2 separate regions of the Gossypium hirsutum genome follow, and region 2 is linked to region 1. The links are chromatin contacts, called in public Hi-C maps. All regions are on one chromosome and are shown on one strand. The core of a region is the stretch at or near the end of the contact, and the rest is flanking DNA. Distances in the headings are between cores, read along the strand shown.

Region 1 (7,633 bases), core at 2,006-4,505:
TAGGTCTTTTGCGGCGCTTTTTAAGAAACGCTGCTAAAGCCCTGAGAATTACTTGCACTTCTCAAAAAACGCCACCAAAGCCTCGAAAACTAAGAAAAACGACGTCGTTTGGTTTAGGTTTTTAGCGGCGCTTTTTAAGAAACACCGCTAATGCTCATTATTAGCGGCGTTTTTGTAAAAGCGCCGGTAATACTGATATTTAGCGGCGTTTTTTTTAAATCGCCGCTAATGCTTAATTTTTAGCGGCGTTTGTTGTCCAATCGCCGCTAAAAGCGCCGCTAAAAGTCTGTTCTGGTGTAGTGTAGGTAACATGCACAACGACACGTTACCTCTCTAGTTTTGACACATAACCTTAGAGGTATCTTTGAAGGGGCCTCCTCACGAGTAGGCGAGCTGGGGCAATAAGCTGAGAGGTGGAGCTAGAGAGTGGCGAATAGACTAGTTGAAGAACGGGGAGGTGGCGAACTACGAATTAGCTAGCTAGAGAACAAATGAGTTAGGGAAGGTGGCGAGCAAGCGGGGTGGCGAGCAAGCGGAGTGGCGAGCTAGATGACATCCCTTCCTCAATTGGGTCGAGATTCAAATCACCCGGGTGGACCGAATTTTAGGTTTGTGAAGTATTATATAACAGCAATATAGTAAGTGACCGACCAATGGGGTCCCAACTTAGTTGTAAAATTACCATAAACATATTATTTTTACAAAGCATCAAATATTATTTTAAAGGTATTTTTGTTTTTTGTTTCTACTTTTATATAAAATCTAAAAAAAAAATACATACATATGATGATATTTGAACCCAAAGCACAATGACATTCACTCCCTCAACTTTACTATTTTAACTAAAGTCATGTTTAATTTTCATGTCAATTTTTTATAAATTTATTACATAATTTTTTCACCCACATCGTGGGTGTGTCATAATCTAGTATGATTATATTAGAATAAAATGTAATTTATAATAATTAAAATATTTTATAACTAATTCGAGTTTTATTAATTTTAATTAAAAATATTGAATATAAAGATCGATGATAACAAAAATAAATAAAATAATAAGTAATTTATAAATGGTAAAGTTTTCATTTTATTTAATATTGATTTAGGTAGTGTTTAGAAAGTATCCCAATAATTAAATTTGGATGTGATTGTTTGTAATTATTAAGGTGTAACATGTTCGAGTAGCCATTGTAATTGATGGGTCCTCCCTTGAATTGAATGTAATTGGAGCACCCAAATTTACTTTCCAATTCTTAGGAAAGAGGTTGAAAATTGAGGTAATTACACGGGTAATTACAAGCAATTACCAATTGTCCTATGACTTTTCAAACATATATAAATGATTTAAGTTTAATAAATTATTTTTATTCAAGTTTATAAAAGTTATTTTTTATACAAAAATAATAAAATATTTTAATTCTAGGATATATAAATTATTTATTTAAAATATAATTATATATTTATTATTAGATAAAAATGCTTTGTTATTGGACATATCAAGTCCAAGCATTCCAAGCAAATTTTGACTTAATAACAAATTAGGTTTATAAAAATCATATTATAAATTCTATATTATTGTTTGGCATGTATTTCAACATCTTAAAATAAGTGTTATAAAAACTATCTAGCACTTTATAAACCAATATTTATAAAATTTATATTAATTGTGATTTAATTTGTGTGGAATAATAGTAATCAAAATATTATCAAAATAGTTATAAAATTGAGTTGCTGTTGGACCCTAATATAAGTTAATTTCAAATTAGTTGGTTTGCATCTCAATTTCTAGAGTGCTATAAAAAAATATGGTTTGGGAGAGATCTCGAAATAGATTAAAAATTGGATCTAGTAATCCATTAATATTATCATCATCACCTTGTTGTTATTTAATTTTATTTTTCTTGTAAATTATTCAAATTGTTACATACTATTTTTGTATGAAAATATTATGTAGTGATGCTAGTTATGCAATTCAAAAAATTTTCTTGTACCACATCGTGGGATACAATATCATTTGAGAGAATGTAGCCAAATACAAAAATTAAAGGCAAATTGCGAACTCTTTAAATTATGGTATTCAAAGTTACGAAATATGGTTGATAAGATATTTTTATTCAAAAAAAAGTTCCCATATTAACATTACACCTCAATATAATCTAAAAACCAACGTTAAATGATGCTGGTATGTTGCTTACTTTGTAACTTTATTCGTAGGTGGAATTGGAATGATCAATATTTTAAAGAGTAAATTGAAGAAGAAGATCCTAATAATTTGAATGATATATATTCATATTATGATTCATAGGATGAACAAATTGGTCAAGAACCAAAATATGATGATAATGGCTATATGTTAAATGTTATAGAGGGAGAGCAATTAAATAAAATTAGATATGATGTTTATTTTTCTTATTATTTTTATTAGTAATCATCTGAATTGACATTTTATATATACTGATTTGTTTTTTGTTACTTTTTTAGAATTTTTTTAAAGTATTATTGATAATTTTTATAATAGTTAATATTTAAAAAAAATGTTAAATTATGTAACTAAAGAATTATAATTTGTATCACCAAATATGACACAGAGAATTATTATGTAATTACAATTTTTTAACTAAATGCTTTTCTCGAATTACTCTTTAGTATCCAAACACAACCTTAATAAATAAATCTTAGAAGTTTGTTGATTTTTCATAGAAGAATAAGTGAGTAATTTTCAAATAATAAAATAGATTTGAATGCTTTTCCTTTTGTATTTGTGGTATTTTTTCTATGTCCTCTAGAAAAAAAAAATCCAATTGTTGATGATGACAACTAGGCATTAGGTGCAAGGTTTAAGTAGTGATTGGATTAAGGCAACAAATTATTGCAATTGAAGCAAGCTCATACATGTATATATTCTCAAGCTTTTTTTGGGAGGAGTCGGGGAAAAATCTAAGGAAGGAAATGCCTATCATGCATTGTCCCATGTGTTTCCAACTTCCAATTACAGAATAATAATAATAAAAAAGAAAGTAGGTTTGTAGACAAAGTAGCTCAATTATTAAAGGGGTTTTTGACTTGACAAAAACCCAAAGAGCCAGCCCATTTGGTATATCAGAAAATGACTGCCCAAAATTGCCTTCCATTTGAGCAATTTTTTGCTTTTGTGATGCTTGCTTGCTTGATGGTCAGTGGTCAGTCACCTAGTATCCTTTTTAAAACATGGCACCTAATCTATAAGGAATTAAGAATAAGAAACTATATTATATAGATATGGGGACCTAATTCATGCATGTATACATATGAGAAGATGGCAGAAAGTTGAGTGAAGGGTCCCCACTGGGTTAGATTAAAGGTTATGGGTCAGGCTTATTTGTCATGGTCCTTTTTATTGCCTTGGGTTCAATTTGGTAATAATTTCTAGTTTTTTGATATTTTTTGGGTGTTTTTATTTTAATCATTCAAATAAAATAAATTTATAATTTGATCACTGTCATTACAATAATTTATTGTTTTCATCATCCAATGTTAAAGAATGATTGTGCGCATGACATGTCATTAATTTTGACCTTTTTGACTCCCTGTTAGTGTTCATCATATTCTTCATCAACCCATACACATAATTCCTTTCCAACTCTTAAATAAATGAAAAACGTGTTTGAGTGTGTTCGACCTCATGTCCTTCCAGTTCTGCAATAGCAATAACACCAACTGAGCTAAGGCTCAATCAACAAATATGATATATCTATACTAATTAAAAAAATCCTTGATTGAGTTGGTATTACGAGACAACCAAGCACCAACTTGGTTAAGAAAATTACAAAAAATGTCTTTTTATATTTAAAATAAGTCATATTATTTAAGGGTATTTTAGTCTTTTTAATTTAAAAATAATAAAAAATATTCATATGGTTGGATTTGAGCTCACACCAATTACATTGGTAAAACTTTAAATTTACCACCTAACTAAGATTTAATTTTATTATGCACACTTTATTATCTTTCACCAATTGTACATCTGTAATTACTTACTATTAATAAAATCCCTAATTGAGTTAGTGTCATGAGTCTATTGGACACCAACTAGATTATAAAAATTATTAAAATATCACTCCATATTTAAAATAAGTTATATTATTCAAGGGTATTTTAATATTTTAATTTTAAAAAATAAAAATATACATATAGTGAGACTTAAACTCATAGTAATTACATTAGGAAAACCTTAAATTTATCACTCAATCAAGGCTTTATTTTGATTTATTTATACATTTAATTTTATTATGCACACTTTATTAGTTTCAACTATACATTTCATTATTTATTGTATGTTATTTTAAACACAAATTTTTTTAAATATGTAATTTCCACATGCATACACATGTGATAAAACTTCTAGCATATATGTATTGTACAAATTTCTATTAGGAAAATTATTTAGTACACTAATGGTGGTGTACTTTTTAAACTCCATAAATAAAATTAAGGGTTGATAAGTGTTTTATATAAAAAAAATTTAAAAAAATATAAAATTTTTAAAAATATTTTTGGAATAAAATAAATACCAAATATTCACTTTCTTTTTTAGTATATATTAAACGTGTAATATTTCGTTTTATAAATCAAACCAATTCAGTTTTTCATATGTGAATAAAATGAAGTGCTACTCTTTTAAAAGCTTTACATTACTTACCCAAAGTGTTAAGCCCAAAGCTCTGGGCATTCAGATCAGCAAGTGGGCTTCTCACCATGTCACTTTTTTTTTGGTTAAATTCTGTTATTAGTTCCTATTAATTTGATATTTTTAGCCTTATATTTTTAAAATTTTGAATTTCAATCTTGATTAAATTGTAATTGTTAAATTAGTTAAGTATTGATATGTGTTTGTCAAAAAGATTTTAGAATAATAGGACTTAATTAATTTAATGATTATTACTTGTGTTAAGACTGAAATTTCAAAACTTAGAAAGAATAAGGACTAAGAATGAAAAAATTGGAGAACTTGGATTAAATCTACAAATTTACATAAAATACATGGCTAATATTAGAATTTAACCAAACGGATAGGGTGAGCGTTCAATCGAATCGAGTGAAAAAATTTAGAGTTAATTGAGTTCACGAGTCCTATTTTATCATCCTAACTCAATTTAAAATTTTTTGAATTAAGTCAAGTGAAATGGAATTCGAGTTGAGTCGAATCGAGTGAAACTGGTCTAGTTAAATTTTAAAAATTAAACATGTCAAATAAAAATATTGTTACAGTATAACTATTTCCATGTTAGAGACATAAATTTAAAACCATATATATTTGAAAAAAAATTTCAAAAAAAAGAAGATACTTGAGTAATCATTAATTAGGTTCCAAAATTATTATTTTAGATTTTTTTTTTAAAATTTTAACTTTTTATATATTTTTTTGAAATTTAAAAATTATTTTGAATTTTTTATAATTATTTTGAATTATTTTGTAATTTTTGTTGAGAGAAAGATCAATTTGCTTAGTTTCAAAGTTGACAGGGATCAAAAGGATATTTACACAAATCTGTTATTTAAATTATTTGAATTGTGAAATTCAACTCAACTCGAACTCGAAATTCAAATCAAGTTATTTGAGTTAACTTGAATAATTTGAATAACTCTATTTCATTAACTCGAAATTTGAATTTTTTTTCAAATACAATCGAATTTTGCTCACCCCTATAAACATATTTAATTATTATTGTTTGAATCGGAACTAATTAAAATTTTAAAATTCAAAAAGTATAAAAATTAAAATTTATCAATTAAAAAAAATATAAGAATACAATTGGCTAAATTAAAGTATTGAAATTAAATCCAAAACTTAAATATAGTACACATACTAATAATAGATTTTGACATTCATTTTATCATTTAACTAGGACATGAAGCTACATTGAACTTAATAATATGACATATTTATCAATAAATATGGAGTGTAATTGTAAAATATTTTATATTTTCTAGAAGAGATGTAACTTTAAATCCTAAAAACAATATTGTTAAAAGAAAAAATTACAAATCTCTACACGTAACTAATATTCTTTCATGACTGCTTGGTTGAGGTTGGTTGAATGTCCCATCCCATCCCACACTAAGCCATTCAATGTCCTCACCATCATAATAATTTCTTGTAACTAATACCCATTCATATATTCATCATTGCAAATATTTATCAACACCAGACATGGTCGCTAAGTTTCCGGGGTCCAGTCCAGAGGAAAACAAATCTCCATTCATCCCACATATGTTAATTGCAGATAAAAAAATATTTAAAAATTGAATCAATTTGATTAAGGTCTTCGATAATAATTATTTTAATTAAGAAAGGGTTGCTTGTTTGATTACGGAGGATCAATGGCTAAGATTTATTTCTTTCCAAAGTTTGAACCGTATCTATATGTTATGTGCTTTTTGTATTAGTGTAGATATGGTTTTTAGGTTCAATGGAATGTCAACTTTACGAATATGAAGTACGGACTAAAGATTAAAGATTCTATAGTGATCAAATGTTCCTTTCCCTTTGGGAAACAATAGAAGCTTATATGTATGTATATATATATATATTTCACTGTCATGCCTTACCTCTTAAGTTCATTCAAGAGACGACCCTGGTTGCTATATAGATGATAATGGCCTATCTCTTATTAGGGTTAAGTGGCAAAACGACATGGACGATGCAATGAAAGTGCTCCAACGGATCATCTAAAACCAAGCACCAATAGGTAAGTGGGGATATGTTTATGACAAAGACATCTTTCACGTGTCTAATTTGCACCAATACTTGTGTCCTATGTATATTAATAATGGGCATTCTGTGATGAAGAAGCAGATGCATGGTGTATAGAAAGATGCTTGACATCTGATAATGAAACCAAACAAGAACTTATTCTTTTAAATCTTTTATCAGAATCTGTAATTGTATCAAATTGGGAAATGAGGTGCCTGCCAGCCATCATCCTGATAGCCTATATAAGCAACCCCTTGGTCTCCAAAACTTTGCAGCTCTTTCTCATTATCAATATATGTAGAGGCTATTACGAAACATTATGTATGTATATGTATTAATCAAGGCTTTTCTCGTTCACTCTCCCTCAAGGGCTTCCCCAACATGACATGCATGGTGCTAGCTTAATGCTGCCTGCATATGGAAATGCTTGGCGAAGTCCTTAGGGGGGGTGCATGAGACATTATTGTCTTGTTGCATGCTTTCTGTCAGATCAGATCACATCAGTAATGCGGACTGTGCATAAGCTTTTCCTCCATAGATGGTTCATTAATCTCGGTACGTAGAGCAACTTCAAGAAAGTCAACAGTCACGAAGTTAAAATTCATTCTCACGTGAAAAAATTCGATCGAAATAGAAGAGACAATAGTAAATTTTCTTTACACCTATAATTATTATGGTGTCAAATGGAGGTGTCTTGATTTCTGAGTTCAATATATAGTTTCCTAGGCATGATCAATGGCAGCTTCACTTTGAAAAATATTACTTAATTCAGTGATGCATATAGGTGAGAAGTCGAGCTAACAAAATGAATGATTTTGTCACCAACCCTGCCCAACTTGTCCTACAAAATTCGCCCTACACCGCAAGTTTATTTGGAGAAATGGTTAAAGCTTCTGTCCC
Region 2 (7,577 bases), core at 4,170-6,669, 47 kb before region 1:
TCACATGGTCATAGATGACATTATCTCCATTAGTCCAAAGCATGTCTCACTGTGAAGTCACTCTCACTGCATTATCATTTATATATACAATAAGACCGCATTTTGCAAATAAAGGTAGGAAATGATTCGGAACTCAGTTGCCACTTTGCAAGTTATCATATCTTTTAATATGCAATTTGTGTTCCTTGCTTTTCTTTCTTGACGTCTTAGCAGCAAAGACATTAGAAAGTTTCAATGCCACATCTTCTGGGAGTCAGTACTGCACTGCCCATTTGCATAGACTATGCCTTTTCCTTGGATAATTAATTTAAACCAAATTAAATTAGTTTGCTTTCAGGTGGTTTGACTGTTTCTAATAGCTTGACTTCCCTTCATAGTTATGATCTTTCCTGTGGTTGTTTTCTGTTTACCCGTTTTCTCTGTGTTAAATATGCCCGTATTTGACATATCTGTATTCAACATTCATATTAGAGTTTGGACTGTTGAACATGTTGGAGGACTACATTAAGAAGGATTTTGAAGCTTTACGCAACATTCTGTTTTCTTAAATGAATCACTTCTTATACTTTTTTTTCCTTTTCTCGGAGTGATGTGTTAAAACTTTTTCAAATATTTATAGTATTTAATAATAATAAATGAAATAGTATAAGTAATCAATAGTTATAACTTTTGGTTATTAATCAAGAGTTATGATTATTCATATTAATGAGTTATGAATCTTAAATACAAAAAAGTGTATCACTTGATCTTTTAACAAATAAATATAACTATTCAAGTAATATTAATTGAATAGTTATGTTTATTTAAGATACTTTACTTGAATAGTTGTATCTCTTACTTTAATAGTTATATCTTTTTAAAAGATATTAATAGAATAATTATGTCTATTTAAAATATATGTGGTTATTGAGAAAGGCAAATTTAATTTGGATGATATATCAAAAGTTGTCAAAAATTCTTGTAATTCTTCCACCATCTTCTACTATTTTTAAATTGTTTTATATACAATTATTGTAGAAATTCTTTATAGAAATTGATTTTTTTGTTAAATAATTAACGGGCTTCATTGTATCCTCGAGTTTCATTTGCTTAAAACTCATTTGCTACTCAAGTATAGGTGGGGCAAATAGAACTCTAAGGATAATGGATTGATACACGCCTTGGAGCCTATTGATTTATTTTTCTATTCGAATTATTATTCGTGTTCCGTTCGTATGTTCGAAATTTTCCTCGCCAAAGTACTTTATTAACATGATGAGGTATTGGTGATTCATGCACAAAAAAATTTAGATTCAACCCCTTTAAATACACCCCATTTGCCAAAAAAAAAAACACGATTCATCACAACCTGAAGAAATATTCAACATCTTGTTGGAATTGTATTCCATTTCATTCAACCAACAAAAATTAAGAATAAGCTACTTGAACAACTTATTGGAGTTCCAATCAAAGCAACAACATCTGGAGTTAAGAGAAGAACATCAAGGCAATACTTACCTGATGCCGCTGGCCGATACACAAGGGTCTACCAAAAGTAGGTCTCCCTTTCAATCTTTACTAATGGTAGATATGGGATGTTCTCTTTTTCTAAAGGGAAACTGTTTGTAATTGCAGGCAATGTAATAGCAGGCAAAGGAAACTTTGTACTTAAAAGGATGAACTTGCGAGGGAAGAAAGCTGAGACATTCGGTCATGTAGTCGGAGAGCATGGTATGAAACACTCTCATGCTATCAGCTATATAAATGTCTCTTAAGATTAAAGTGAAATGAAAACTAAAGTTTACTTTTTTGAAAGTGCAGTGAGATTGGGGCCAAAGATCAGTGAAACAGTGAAGGGAAAGTTGAGTTTAGGGGCAAGGGTTTTTCTAGTAGGAGGGTTGGAGAAGATTTTCAAGCAATTGTTTAGTTTCAGAGAAGGAGAGAAGTTTTTGAAGGCTTGCCAATGTTATTTATCAACAACAACAGGCCCTATTGCAGTTTTACTTTTCATCTCATCTGAAAAGGTTGCCTTTTGCAGTGATAGATAAATCGAAATCCCTTGTGCGAATGGAGAATATGTGAGAGTCCATTACAAGGTTGTGGTTCCAGTTGAGAAAATAAAGGGAGTGAACCAGAGTGAAAACATTAAGAATGAAATAACTATGTTCTTTATCGACCATGAAATAACTTTAAGAATGAATTTGCCATATGTAAATACAAGTTTGAGATTACAGAACTCGAGATTTTAACTTCAAACATGTTGAATGTTATCAGTTCTTCACCGATCTCTATTCGAGTACTGGCTTTGTGAGTGTATAAACTATAGGATTTTCCTTTTAAAAATAAAAAATAAAAGAACTTGGTTATGGCAGTGCTTCAATGTACTTAAGAATGTCCGCAACAAGTATGCACACAGTCCTCCAAAAACTGGCTGAGCTGACTCGTATACAGATTTGGGTCATTCCTAAAATGATCAACATGTGGTGAGGAGACGAAGTTGCACGCCCGAACTTCGCGCCCCAATCTCTTTTGCTTCTCTATGAAGGATTCCACGGAATGCGCAGGGATGACTCCATCTGCAGAGCTGTAAATATATAACTGTGGACAGGTAGGTTGTTTGTATGACAGCAAACCCATAACATCAGAAAGCCTCCTGCAAGATGATAAGATATCAAGTTTTGTCAATTTTAATGAACATCGGGATGACTTCTGGAGGCAATCATAAATCACATTGGAGAATGCATTAAAGCAAAGAGAGAAATATATCATGCATAAAAATATTCAAAAAGTTGTGCACTGCAAATGATTCTTAGTTGCAAAGTAAGCTTTTCAATGACTCAAACATTGGGAAGTAGATCAGAGAAGTAAAAAATCGTGAACTTATTTACCGGTTTCAAGGGGATTATTACCTGTTAATACTAGGAAGATTCAAAACCACCTCAAAGAACTTCTCCAGGACTAGTAGCATAGCAGCTTCAGTTACTGCAGGCTTGGGTTTTGAGGCTTCACTTTTGCCAGTTGATGCCTCCATATCCGATTCACTTGAGTTCGCAGATCCTTTTGTTGCAAAACTACGTTTCTTCAGAAAAGCGGCAGAGAAACCCGAAGCCCAGACCTGAAAATAATAATATGAAAATGATTTATTAAGCATTGCCTTTGTACTGAACTGAAACACATGCTTTAAGCATCATTTACCTGAGGGTCAGGGGCCGCAACAGGGGCTGAATCCACAATGCAACCTTTGATCCTTTCCGTTAAAGAAGGATCTTCTTTCTGAAACTTCTCAAGAATAGCTCCGTACCTGCAACAAGATGAAACCCGACACAAAAATCACTTCAGATAACTAATATAAACAATAGAAATGTTGTTCTTCATGCATGTATGTACAAATGTACTTGTGGAGATAACTTACATTAACCATCCAGTATTGCTAAAAGTGTGGAAAACCAGGTTTTTTCCATGCTCCTCTTCTAACCAATCAGCCAAGTGATTCACAAGCATGTCTACGTTTTGCTCGGCTTTCCCACCGGCTTGGTAACTGAGAATGTCAACCATCGGAAGTGTGAAAGTAATGACATGGTATCCCCTTGAAGTATACCACTCTGCATATCTCTGGAGATGTTTCTGCTTGGATCCTAACCACCCTAACAACACGACAACCGTACGAGACTTCACCGATGAACAATCTGAAGTCCCAGAAATATCGAACGCAGTCGGCTCAGGCAAATGCCATCTGTACAAAGCATCAGGCACTGTGGCAGGAACACTCTCCGGAAATGCAGCTGGCTTAGATCCTTTAGCTAACTCAGCTGACTGATATAAATTAACCAACAGAGGAGACGAAGCAATAGAAGAACATAGCATGTTCGGAACGAAATTCCGGCCTGAATTCGGAACCGGAAAGTTAAAAGTAGGTAACGGTACTCGAATCCTAGTAACAAAAGACAAGTTGGCAAGCTTGGAAGCTGATATAAGAGCAACCAATGATGAATTGGACTCCGGTAAGGAATTGGACATGGAAGTTTCAGTATCCGATGTAGGAGATGGGAGTTTAGCAGGAAAATCAACAGAAACAGACGCCATTGCAACAGCAGCAGCTGCCATTAAAGGACGTTGAATGACTCCAGACATGGATCCCATATTGAACCAATATGAACAAATCCCAAATAAACATTACAAATCAGTGCAAAAGTCTCAATTTAACGAGGGTCACCTGCAAAAAGGATAAGAGGATCAAATTATGACCCAACAGATGGAATAAAACACGAGAAAAGCAAGCAAGAATGTGTTAATACAATAAGCAAGCCAAGGTTGACATGTTCTATAGTCAAAGCTTTTATTATATAATTACTGGTCTTATTAAATGAAAGGAAAGGTAACCGAAAATGGGGTTGTCAAAAGATAGATATTGACAGCCTGGCAAGTTGTTGTATAGACAACACAGCGCCCACCGACCATGAACTATAGATTAGATTAAAACATAATGGGGAAAATTAAACAAGAAATAGCGCGTGCTTGGTCAGTTTTTAAAATAGTATCTAATAAACAAATAAAGGACACGGTTTCCTTGTCTAAGTCTTCATGCTTAAAGAACATGACAAAGATTGATGAAGAGCTGACCAATGAGTCCGACGATTTAGGAGCCCGTGGGGGTAGTTTAGACCATGACCCAATTTCCAAATTCCAATAGGATAGGGGTTTCTCGAAAGGAAGACTCTGCCGTGTAGAGGGATAGGAAATGAGTCAACTCGATCACGGCTCTAGTGGAATAACACGGTTAACCAAGAAACTCGAAAACCGTATGGCGGGTCAATTTTTGAATGGTGTTTTTTTTTTTTTTCCTGAGAATAAATTTTGATAAAACGAAACGAAATCACTGAAATAATTAAATATGAAGTTAATGGAATCCAAACGGCGGATGGCAAAACGAAAACCCAATTCAGAAAAACGAAGAATCAAGAAATCTCATTAAAATAATAAGACCAAAGAATTTTGAACCATTAATAAATTAATAAATAAATAAAAGTCACCTTGCTGAATGAACTCAACTGAAGATGAATGTAAAAGCGGATTGGGTCTCTCTTTTTTTGTCCTTTTTGTTTGATTGATAATGAAAAAGAAAGAATGCTGAAGTGTGGGTTTCGCTTTTTCGTGACAGTAAATAATGCGCCCTGCCTCTCTTCTCCTTGCCTGCAAATATATTTCTTCTTGCTTTCCTTGGTTCTTTTCTACCTCTTTATATCTTATATATATACACAAGCGTATGTGTATATATATATATCTTTTGGGTTGTGTTAGTCTCTTAGAATTGCCTGTATTGCACGCTAATAGTTTTCTGTAAGCAACAATATCGCTATTGATTATTTTCTAATAAAAAAAGAAGCAGAAAAAAAACCCAAAGCAGAAAAGGAGGAGGTTTATATATCTATATTTAGCGATAGAGGGAGTTCATATAAAAGAGAGAGAGGTGTCGATTACTCTAAACATGTTTAGAGTTGCTAGTAGGGTTTTGAAGTGTTATCAGTAAAATATGATAAAATGTAATTCAACCCTATTTTGTATAATCGATAATAAAAGAATAAGCGAATTTATTTAACGTGATGATAAAATTTTTAATGTAATTTAGTGACACTATAAGTTCGTATAAAAAAATTGTTCTTTGATCCAAAAGAATGACCTAGTAAAATAGATCGAATGAAGTAATTATATATTGCAATAATAATTTTAAAGTCATTACAATTTTAATAGAAAAAGACATTAATACCTGAACTTAAATTTTGAATTTTGAAATGTCAATACAAAATTTTACGCACTTACTCTTTTGAATTGTTGATACAAAATTATTTTTTTATACGAACAAATGTGAACCATTTTATTATTATAATAATAATAATTTTAAAGCTAAAATATTTAAAAAATTAATTTACTATTTTAAAAAATTTCTGAAACCTTAAATTCTCAGAAACCTTAAATTTTTAAATTTATTTAAAAATTAAGAATAAAATAAAAAATCAACGGTTGATAAACGTCTATGAGTATACAAACTTTCAGCTTTCTTCTTTCTTTTTTATTTCTTTCAACAATTCTGGACGGTATATCCTTCAAAACGGCATTGGCTATCCCTAAATTCTGTCTAAATGAAAACTGAACAATATTTTGCATTAAAAAAACACATTTTATTAAAAGATGAGACGAAACTTTAAATAAATTTCTTAATGAGTTTTAAATTGATTTAGCTTTAATTCATATTTAATATTACTTTTTTAATTAAAAGTATTTATAAAAAATATAAAGTATAAAAACAAATTTTTTAATAATAAATTAAATTCCTGTACATCCGAAAGAAAAAAGAAAATTGGAAGTGCAATATTAAACAATCCATGTAGTTTGGAGGATAATAATATTCCAAAAGATGATGGATGGCATATGCCCATACCCTTTCATTGTTAACATTTGTCCTTTCCTATCTCTCTTTTATTCCAATACGTATATAATTTGGAGTCCACATTTTTTTTCTAAGGGTTTTGAGTTATTTCCACTTCACTAAATGTATGGTATCACTAGAATAACTTATAGAAGTTAATTTTTCTATTTCAGCAATCAAGGTCTCCATTCCATCAACCCTGATGTTACTCTTATATAAGAGAATTATCAAGTGACCACCATTGATGCATTGGAAACTATTATCGAACAACTTTGTTAAGATAAATAATTATGATATTTAATATGAGAGTAAATTTCGAAATGAAGAGGATAAATCATTTAAAATCTAATTTTTATATATCTTTAATGCGGTTAGAGTCTTATTCAATTGGTTTATAAGAATTTTTGTTTACCTTTTTTATTGACAAAGTAAATACGTTTCTAGTGAAAATTTAAAATTTCAAATTTGTATCTCTCTTATATTAAATTTTAAAAAAAATCACATTTCTTAATCAATTACTTGGGTCATGTCTACGTCTTAATTGTTACTTAAGGTTAAAATATCTCTTACTCAAAAAGAGAACTTTTTTTTTCTTTTATTTATTTTAAATTGGTGAAACTATAAATAAAGAAACAATTAAATAGGGATAATTACAACTCATTTGTATTTTTAAAAAATAAATCTCAAAATTATACTTCAACTATGATTTATTGTACAAAATATATATATGAACTTTAATTTTTATATAATTTTATCCATGAAATTTTAATTTAATCCAATTCTTATAAATTATTAACAATTATTGATATAATATACATACATTAATAATTATATTTATTCAATATAAAAAATAAACTAATGTATTTATTTAAATAATTAAATCAAAATTCAAATTCAAATATATTTGAACCACAATTAAAATTTCACCTATATAATTACAACAAATTAAAATTCATATATACAAGTAGACATTAAATCAAAATTAATGTATAATTTTAAAATTTATTTTTTATTAAAAAATATATTTATTTTTCAAATATATATATATATCTGCTGCTTTTAAAACAATTTACGGACACTTCTCATTAACAATAAAAGATAAAAATAAAAACTATACAGTCTTTTCTTTTTAACTTGATAAAATGACTCAATTGTTTTATATATCATTATTTTT

The links. A called contact is a pair of places that touch in the nucleus more often than the background predicts.
Region 2: a contact with region 1 is called in a Hi-C map of leaf, with 2.4 times the contacts expected there. The contact joins the promoter of LOC107886879 here to the enhancer-like site in region 1. A contact is called at or near these places in 18 of 34 Hi-C or Micro-C datasets (anther, callus, cotyledon and 5 more).

What each region holds. Positions count from the first base shown.
Region 1 is chrA03:107,759,818-107,767,450 of Gossypium_hirsutum_v2.1, reverse strand. No RefSeq gene overlaps it. Among protein-coding and RNA genes, the nearest start is that of LOC121225385, 31 kb to the right of the region's middle. Within about 2 kb of position 3,255, at least 3 of the 9 cell types and tissues checked have an H3K27ac peak or open chromatin away from gene starts, as enhancers often do. A contact at or near this core is called in hypocotyl and leaf, where this site is marked.
Region 2 is chrA03:107,809,184-107,816,760 of Gossypium_hirsutum_v2.1, reverse strand. LOC107886879 (transmembrane protein 53) reads right to left here and starts at 5,419. Exons shown (of 5, transcript XM_016810974.2): 1 at 5,010-5,419; 2 at 3,392-4,192; 3 at 3,175-3,280; 4 at 2,889-3,094; 5 at 2,132-2,632. The coding sequence starts at 4,119. The coding sequence ends at 2,365. It overlaps LOC107886880 (putative GEM-like protein 8), which reads left to right and starts at 1,284. Exons shown (of 3, transcript XM_016810975.2): 1 at 1,284-1,534; 2 at 1,615-1,710; 3 at 1,801-2,027. The coding sequence starts at 1,501. The coding sequence ends at 2,027.